Regions from separate parts of the Pan troglodytes genome. Here region 2 is linked to region 1. Evidence: chromatin contacts called from public Hi-C data. All regions are on one chromosome and are shown on one strand. Each heading gives the region's core, a stretch centred on a gene start, on an enhancer-like site or on the middle of the called end of the contact. The rest is flanking DNA. Distances are from core to core; before and after follow the strand shown. Region 1 holds the start of BHLHE40 (basic helix-loop-helix family member e40). Region 2 has its middle 48 kb from the start of BHLHE40.

Region 1 (3,663 bases), core at 427-2,926:
TCCAGGCTTTTTTGTTCCTCCCGAAATACTATTTTTTTTTTTCCATTTCCCCAACCAAAGGCTGCGAAGTAGCCGAGGGCTACTGTCAAGAAAGGACAGGCCGTAAAAATCACACACCAAAGCAAGTCCCCTTATTTAACAACAAAAAAGGTGGGGGGAGTGGTAGAGGGGAAGGGGTAAATAAAATGTGTGTGTTTCTTGGCGTGTTCCTTTAAGTGAGAAAAACCAGGGAATCCTGAAAATCACCAGAAGTTAAACTCCTGAAAAGGAAGGCCAGTTGGTGTTGGAGCCAACTTGGAGAGGTCCAAGTGGTTCTCGCCTCATTTGCATGAGTCAGCCCGAAAACGCCAGGACTGTGGAGGAGGACCCCACCGCAGAGCCACCCGCCAGCTCTGATCCGCCAGTCTGGTCTGCAGTTCCCCGCGGAACCTGCAGGCGGCGAGTGACCCGCCCGCCCTCTGGGCAAAGGACTGGGTTGGAAAGGGGCCAGCTTCTCACTTACTGTAAGTTTGAGATGTTCGGGTAGGAGATCCTTCAGCTGGGCGATGCACTCGTTAATCCGGTCACGTCTCTTTTTCTCGATGAGCCGGTGCGGCAATTTGTAGGTCTCCTGCAAGACGCACGGGGAGGCGGTGGGCGCTTGGGGAAGGAGATGAGAAGCCTATCCTCCCAGCCCCGCAGCAACAGTCCGGCAGAGGAGCAGAGTAGCAGAGTAGCACCCAGAACCATCGTCTGCCCTTTCTTTTCCAAGTCACTCAGAAGAGGCACCGAGCCCACACCCTGCATCCCCTCGCCAACCTCAAAGCGAGAAAACTTTTCTTGGAAACTCAGCGCGCGCGAGGGGCTGAGCGCAGGGTCCCTAGGGGTGCACTTGCTTACCTTGCTGTCCTCGCTCCGCTTTATTCCCCGTCTTGACTTGTACACTTGGTACATGTGGGCAGGGTACATCCTGCAGGAAGAGAGACCAGGAAGGGTCGTGACTGCTTGCGCACGGCTGCAGGCGTTCTGCCGGGCAAGAACCTCCCGGTGCGCCCGGAGCTGCTCCAAGTTGAGAGTGGCGCATAACATGGGGCTGGAGTTGAGGCTTGAAGGGCCAAGGAGTGCCAACTTACCCTGGTAGGTCTCCGTGCTCCAGTCCCGGTGCTTTGGGCAGGCAGGCGGGGGGTGGTTGCGCGCTGGGGATCCGCTCCATGGCGCGGCGAGCCGGGGCCACTGCGCGCTCCTGTCTGCACTAGCGGAGCGTCTGGATGAGGACTGTCCTGGAGAGGGCTTCGGGGGTCTCTCCGCAGATGTTCCTCTGAGTCTGAGCTCTTTGAAATCCCCTGGGCTGCTGGAATCTTCGGCTTTGAGATGCAGCTTCAGTTGGGGGCGTGCATGGCCCGGTGTCCCCGCGGCCTCTGGCTCCGACTCAGCGCACAGACTGGCGGTGTGTGCTCCCTGCGCGGTCTGCGCCGTGCAAGCCAAGTGAATGAGAAGTGGGGCGGGCGGGGAGGCGGGAGGGAGCGGGTGAGGGGGGGGCGGTTAGGGCGGAGTGGGGGGGTGGGGGGGCAAGCCGAGGAGTAATGGAGAGGCTGCGGGCTGGGTTAAATGGGAGCGAGTGGGTGGGTTGGAGCTACGTGTTCTACCCTGTGACTCCAGGCACGTCTGGCCACTGCCGGGGAGGGAAGGAGCGACCTGCCCGCCCTCCCCCGGCTTCATCACATGAGTCTCACGTGTTGGACAACGCTCCGGCGGCTGCTAGGGAGCCCCCACCCTCAGCCCCGGCCCCCAGGTGTCTGCGGCTGCGGCCGCCTTTCCCCGAAGAGGGGGTGGCAGCACGACCTGGGTCCTGCCCAGTTGGGTGGGGGGCGCGGAAGCTGGAAGGGACGGGGGTGCTGGGGGAGGGGGAGAAGTTGGTAACGTGGGCGAACCTGCCCCAGGGAAATGAAGTAAGTTCCCGTCTCCTGGGAGGGAACGGGGGAGGACGGATCCGCCCGCGTCTGACTCAAGCCGGGAGAGGAATATCCCCTTGCTAGCTCCAGCCCAGCCCTCTTCCTCCTCCCCCGCCCGGCCCGCTTGGAGGAACCGGCGCGCAGCGGAGGGAGTCGCCCGGCCCCCCAGCCTTCCCCAGAGGCTGGGGTTTCTTTCCGTCCTGGCTTCCCTGCCCCCACTGCTCACCCTCGCGTCCAGGAATTGCCCGCCTTGGGGAGGGACCGAGGGGCGGGGCGGATGTCACCCCATGGGAAGCGGGCCGACGGCCAAGCGCAGGGGCAGCTGAGGCTGCCGCCGAGCACGCCGCGCGCACCTGACCGTGGAGGGTGTGAGCCGAGGGCCCCTCGCTCCCAGGAGCTCCGCTCCTGGGCACAACCTGCGGGCGGGCGGGCACCCGGTTGCGCAGCCCCCTGGGTGCTCCAGTGTCACCCCCTTCCTCCCGGCCAGTCAAGCACAGAAAGATACCGGGCGCGGTGCCCGGCGTTCCCTCCCTCCGCTGCCCCCTCCGGAGCAGAGGCGCCCGGGTCGCCTCCCCTCCGGCTGCAGCGTTACACAACCGCGGCGGCGGCGCCTGCCCTGCAGCAGCGCAGGGCGTGACGCTTCACGTGGCCGGGCTCAGGTCGTAGCACCGCGGACCGCGAGCCTCTCTGCGTTGACCCAGGGACTGAGACCCCGGGGACGTGGTGCGCCAGCCCGGATCGGCCCTCTCCCTGCCTGTTGGGAAGTTCGGCGGCGCTGTTTGCGGTCTGCACCCGGGGCAGGAGGGATGAGAGAGACAAGAAAAAAACCGCCTGTTACAGGGAAATCTTAGCAATCGTGCAGTCGACACGTATTTCTTGAGCCCCCTACTCTGTGCTAGGCGCTGTACTTGTTGATGAATCCGACACGGATCCTGCCCTTGAACTTACAGAACCTCTAGGAAGAGGTTAAATTGAGCAATAAGGGAAAGGCAGCCCTGGGAAAATTGTATCGAGGCCACTGGCTAACAGAGGGGGAAAAAAAATGAGAACTTGTGTTGCTTTGTGTTTTGTTTTTAATTTAATTGTAACCGAGATGCCTAGGTAGAGAAGCGGGGGAGAAGCTAACCCAAAGCCCCAAGCCCGGGGCGGAAAGACCTCCTCCAGCGGCCCCAGATCTCTGCAATCTCACTTAGGCTGCCGGAGGGCCCCACCCACCTCCCCCGGAAAAGTCCGGGCTCTGTGACCTTCTCACTCAGCCGGGAGCAGGGAAAACAGCTGAAACTCCAATCCCGCGGTGTGAGCCCCGCTGATACAGTCAGAGGAGGGAGCCAGTGGAAACTCATGACTAAAATAAGGCCTGGCTGGGGATTTCACTGACCTCTGCGCTCCCCTGCCCTGCAAGTTCGGGGAGTTGAGAGATGACTGTAAGCCTTTCCCACTGCGCTTCGGGTCATTCACCCCACTGCTGAGTGACCTGGCTGTGGGAAGGATTGAAAAAAAAAATGGGGTCACTGCCGAGACTGGGTGAAGAGTAGTAGCCTCGGGTGCAGTTAGGGGGTCAGCCTTAACTGGCAGTGTCCTTGACGACCTAGAGAACTGGCATTCACAAGTTGACCAAACTGGCAGTGTATTTCCTTCAGGTCGCCTTGGAGAGCTCCCACTTCCTGTTTATATTTCACAAGCGTCAAACTCTTTAGCAAGTGTGAGAAATGCCTCCTTTTCTAACTGCTAA
Region 2 (3,663 bases), core at 791-3,290, 47 kb before region 1:
AACATGGTGAAACCCCATCTCTACTAAAAATACGAAAATTAGCCCGATGTGGTGCTGCATGCCTGTAGTCCCAGCTACTTGGGAGGCTGAGGCAGGAGAATTGCTTGAACCCGGGAGGTGGAGGTTGCAGTGAGCCGAGATCGCGCCACTGCACTCAAGCCTGGGTGACAGAGCAAGACTCTGTCTCAGAAAACAAACAAAAATTTTAATTATTTGTAGTTCAATTATTTAAAAATTATTTTGTAATTATTTTTTAATAATTATTTTAAAATTATTTGTATTCCATTTTTAAATTATTTGTAGTTCATTTAAAAATAATAAACCCATTATATATTTATATATGTTTTATGAAAATAGCTGTATTTTCTAAAACGAACAACAATAAAAGATGAGTGAGAAGAATGCATGGTTTCAATTTTTGCAAATCTCTTTAGTGTCTTCCTTAATAGAAGACAGCTGGCTTTTCAGAGCTGCTTCTGCAGTCCGTCTATTGCAGCGTTGCCTGTCATGTGGTCTTTGGAAAACTCCACCGTGCACAGGGAAGAGAAAGAGTGAAAAAGGCAAATATCCTCTTAGTATTGTTAGGAAACTAGTTTTGACTTCACATACTCCCTGAAAGACTTGGGGTCTGGAACCACACTTGGAGCTGCTGCTGGGATGCAGTGATGGAGAAAGGGCTCGCAGGAGCGCAAGGCCGCAGAGAGGAGTCGTCAACTATGTGAAGACTTCCGGCTTTAAAAAGCATGGGGGTTGTTGCTGGGTGCGGTGGTTCACACCTGTAATCCCAGTACTTTGGGAGGCCAAGGCGGGCGGATCGCTTGAGGTCAGTTCAAGGCCAGTCTGGCCAACATGGTGAAACCCTGTCTCTACTAAAAATACAAAAATTAGCCGGGCATGGTGGCCCACGTCTGAAGCCCCAGCTACTCGGGAGGCTGAGGCAGGAGAACCGCTTGAACCCTGGAAGCGGAGGTTGCAGTGAGCTGAGATTGGGCCACTGCACTCCAGACTGGGCAACAAGAGCGAAACTCCATCTCAAAAACAAAACAAAACCAAAGCATGGAAATTGTACAGTGAGCTTCAGTGCGAATTCCGGTCGTGACTTGGTCTTAGAATAGCTGAGGGACTATGGACAGGTACCCTGCCCTCTCTGAACCTCAGTTTCCCGGTCTGCTTTATGAAAAGAGTGGCCTCTGGCCGGGCGCGGTGGCTCACGCCTGCAATCCCAACACTTTGGGAGGCCGAGGCTGACGGATCATGAGGTCAGGAGATCAAGACCATCCTCGCTAACATGGTGAAACCCCGTCTCTATTAAAAATACAAAAAAAAAAAAATTAGTAGGGTGTGGTGGCGGGCGCCTGTAGTCCCAGCTACTCAGGAGGCTGAGGCAGGAGAATTGCTTGAACCCGGGAGGTGGAGGTTGCAGTGAGCCGAGATCGCGCCACTGCACTCCAGCCTGGGCGACAGAGTGAGACTCTGTCTCAAAAAAAAAAAAGAAAAGGGCGGCCTCTAACATTCCAGGGCGCGCCCCGCCCCCACCCCTCCCCAAGCCTCTGGGAGGTTCCAGGAGGGATTTCAGAGCAACTCTTCCGTTTGCCAGCAGAAGGCGATGGAGACCAGCCTTGGCTGGACCACTTCCACCCCAGAGGCTCTTCACCGCCTCCCCATCCAGACCCAAGGTTCCCTAGTGGTCCGGACGGTTTCCTTGGCAGCGCTGGCACCAGGTATCTCAGGCCACCCAGGCTGTCCCAGGGAGGGGCTGGAGGCACCGAGAGCCCTTCAGATTGACCCAGACACGTGGCCAGGTTGAGATGCTGGGATTCTCCCAAACCCAGTCTGGGAGGAGCTGGGGAGAAAGAAGAACGGGTTTGGGCAAAGACACTTCAGCCCCTCCCCCCACACCCCCCGCTGGGCCTTTCGGTGGGAAACCACCCAGGAGCTGTTGACTTCTCACAGGGAAAGCCGGGCGGGGGTGGCCGGAAGGGAGCAAGACGGAGAGAGCGCTGCGCCAGCTCCCCGGGGACCGCCTGCCTGCAGGCGCGAGCCGGCGCTTGCATCAGCGCCTGCCAGGGCAGGGGCAGGGACCGCGGCCACCGGCGACGTCAGTCTCTTTCCCAGAAGAATTCCACTTCCTGCGGCCGGGGCCCGGCTGTGAGGGGGCGGGGTGGGGGGGTGGGTTGGTTTCGCAGGATGACACCACTCGTTTACTGCATCTCCTCGGTCACACACTGTTGTCTAGGAGACCAAGAGCATCCTGGCCGCCTCAGTGAGGCTAACCCGCCCCCGGGAAGTGACCCGGGGCACGGCCCACTCAGGAAGCCACTGGCTCTAGGGTGCAGGCCCCAGGAGACGAGGCCACCCACTACAGGTCCTGGATTCTGCCCTGAAGGCACCCGGTGGCCCACCTTCCATATTGTACCTGATTGTCAAGTTTTCAAAGCACACTCGCCTGAGGGTGTTAGAAACAAGCCAGAGAAAACTAGAGCCCAGAGAAGAGCCCTAGGATAGCCTGTAACTGGGAGAGCTGACTTTTCAAGCCTCTGTGATTTGGTTTGGTTTGAGTTGGGTTTTTTCTTACCTTTCTTGCCATAGATCAGGGTCTCACGAACCTCTTAAGAGTCAATGGCCCATCCACTATCAGTGAAGCAATATATATATTTTTTTGTTTGTTTATTTGTTGCTGTTGTTTGAGACAGAGTCTTGATTTGTCACTCAGGCTGCAGTGCCGTGTCTCGATCTTGGCTCACTGCAACCTCCGCCTCCCTGGTTCAATCCATTCTCTTGTCCCAGCCTCTCCAGTAGCTGGTATTACAGGTGCATACCACCACGCTCAGCTAATGTTTCTTTTTTTATATATATATTTTTAATAGAGACAAGGTTTCACCATGTTGGCCAGGCTGGTCTCGAACTCCTGACCTCAAGTGACCCACCTGCCTTGTCCTCGCATAGTGCTGGGATTACAGGTGCGACCCACCACACCTGGCTGCAATGTTTGTTTTAATTACTTTTGGCAAGTATTTCCTGAGTACCCCGAGCGTGCCAGGTGAAGAGAGACGGATAATAACAGCGCTAGCCAGCACGTATTAAGCCTTGCAAAGCTGCACCGGCATGAACTTGTGGCTTCAACACAACCTTATGAGGTAGGTGTTATCCCCATTTTACAGAGTAGAATACCCAGTTAATGTGAGACCAGCTGGGAAGTAAAATCAAATCTGAGTCCTAAACTAGAAGTCTTTACCATTACCAGGCAGCCTTGCAAAACATCAATTAACATGACAGACATGGCCCTTTTTCTTTGGAATTGATGCATTTTTACTGCATTTTTAAAACCATGCATTTAATCTTGAATTATGTGTTAATAATGTGAGATGAGGATAAAAGTAATTCCAAATAAGAAACACGTAATAACATCAATGCAACTAGCATTGAGGCCTACTGTATGCCAAACGCTGTGCCAAAGCCACTACCATTATTACCTCATTTGATACAACAACCCTATGAGGTCAGTTCTATCACTTTGGTCCCTACTTTGCAGATGAAGAGACCGAGACACAGAGGCGAAGTAACTTGTCCATGTCCCAGAGCTGTAAATTAATGCTCAGTAATGAGCAGAATAGCGTCCTGGTCCATGTAAGCGCTTAATGCACTTGTACTCGGCTTTGGAAA

The links. Hi-C and Micro-C count contacts between places; a contact is called where the count stands out from the background.
Region 2: a Hi-C map of stem cell-derived neural progenitor cells shows a contact between it and region 1, with 6 times the contacts expected there. The contact joins the enhancer-like site here to the promoter of BHLHE40 in region 1. A contact is called at or near these places in 2 of 7 Hi-C or Micro-C datasets (blood and stem cell-derived neural progenitor cells).

What each region holds. Positions count from the first base shown.
Region 1 is chr2:9,014,353-9,018,015 of NHGRI_mPanTro3-v2.0_pri, reverse strand. It overlaps BHLHE40 (basic helix-loop-helix family member e40), which reads right to left and starts at 1,676. Exons shown (of 5, transcript XM_516248.9): 1 at 1,113-1,676; 2 at 880-949; 3 at 503-610. The coding sequence starts at 1,192.
Region 2 is chr2:9,062,103-9,065,765 of NHGRI_mPanTro3-v2.0_pri, reverse strand. No RefSeq gene overlaps it. Among named protein-coding and RNA genes, the nearest start is that of BHLHE40, 48 kb to the right of the region's middle. Within about 2 kb of position 2,040, at least 18 of the 24 cell types and tissues checked have an H3K27ac peak or open chromatin away from gene starts, as enhancers often do. A contact at or near this core is called in stem cell-derived neural progenitor cells, where this site is marked.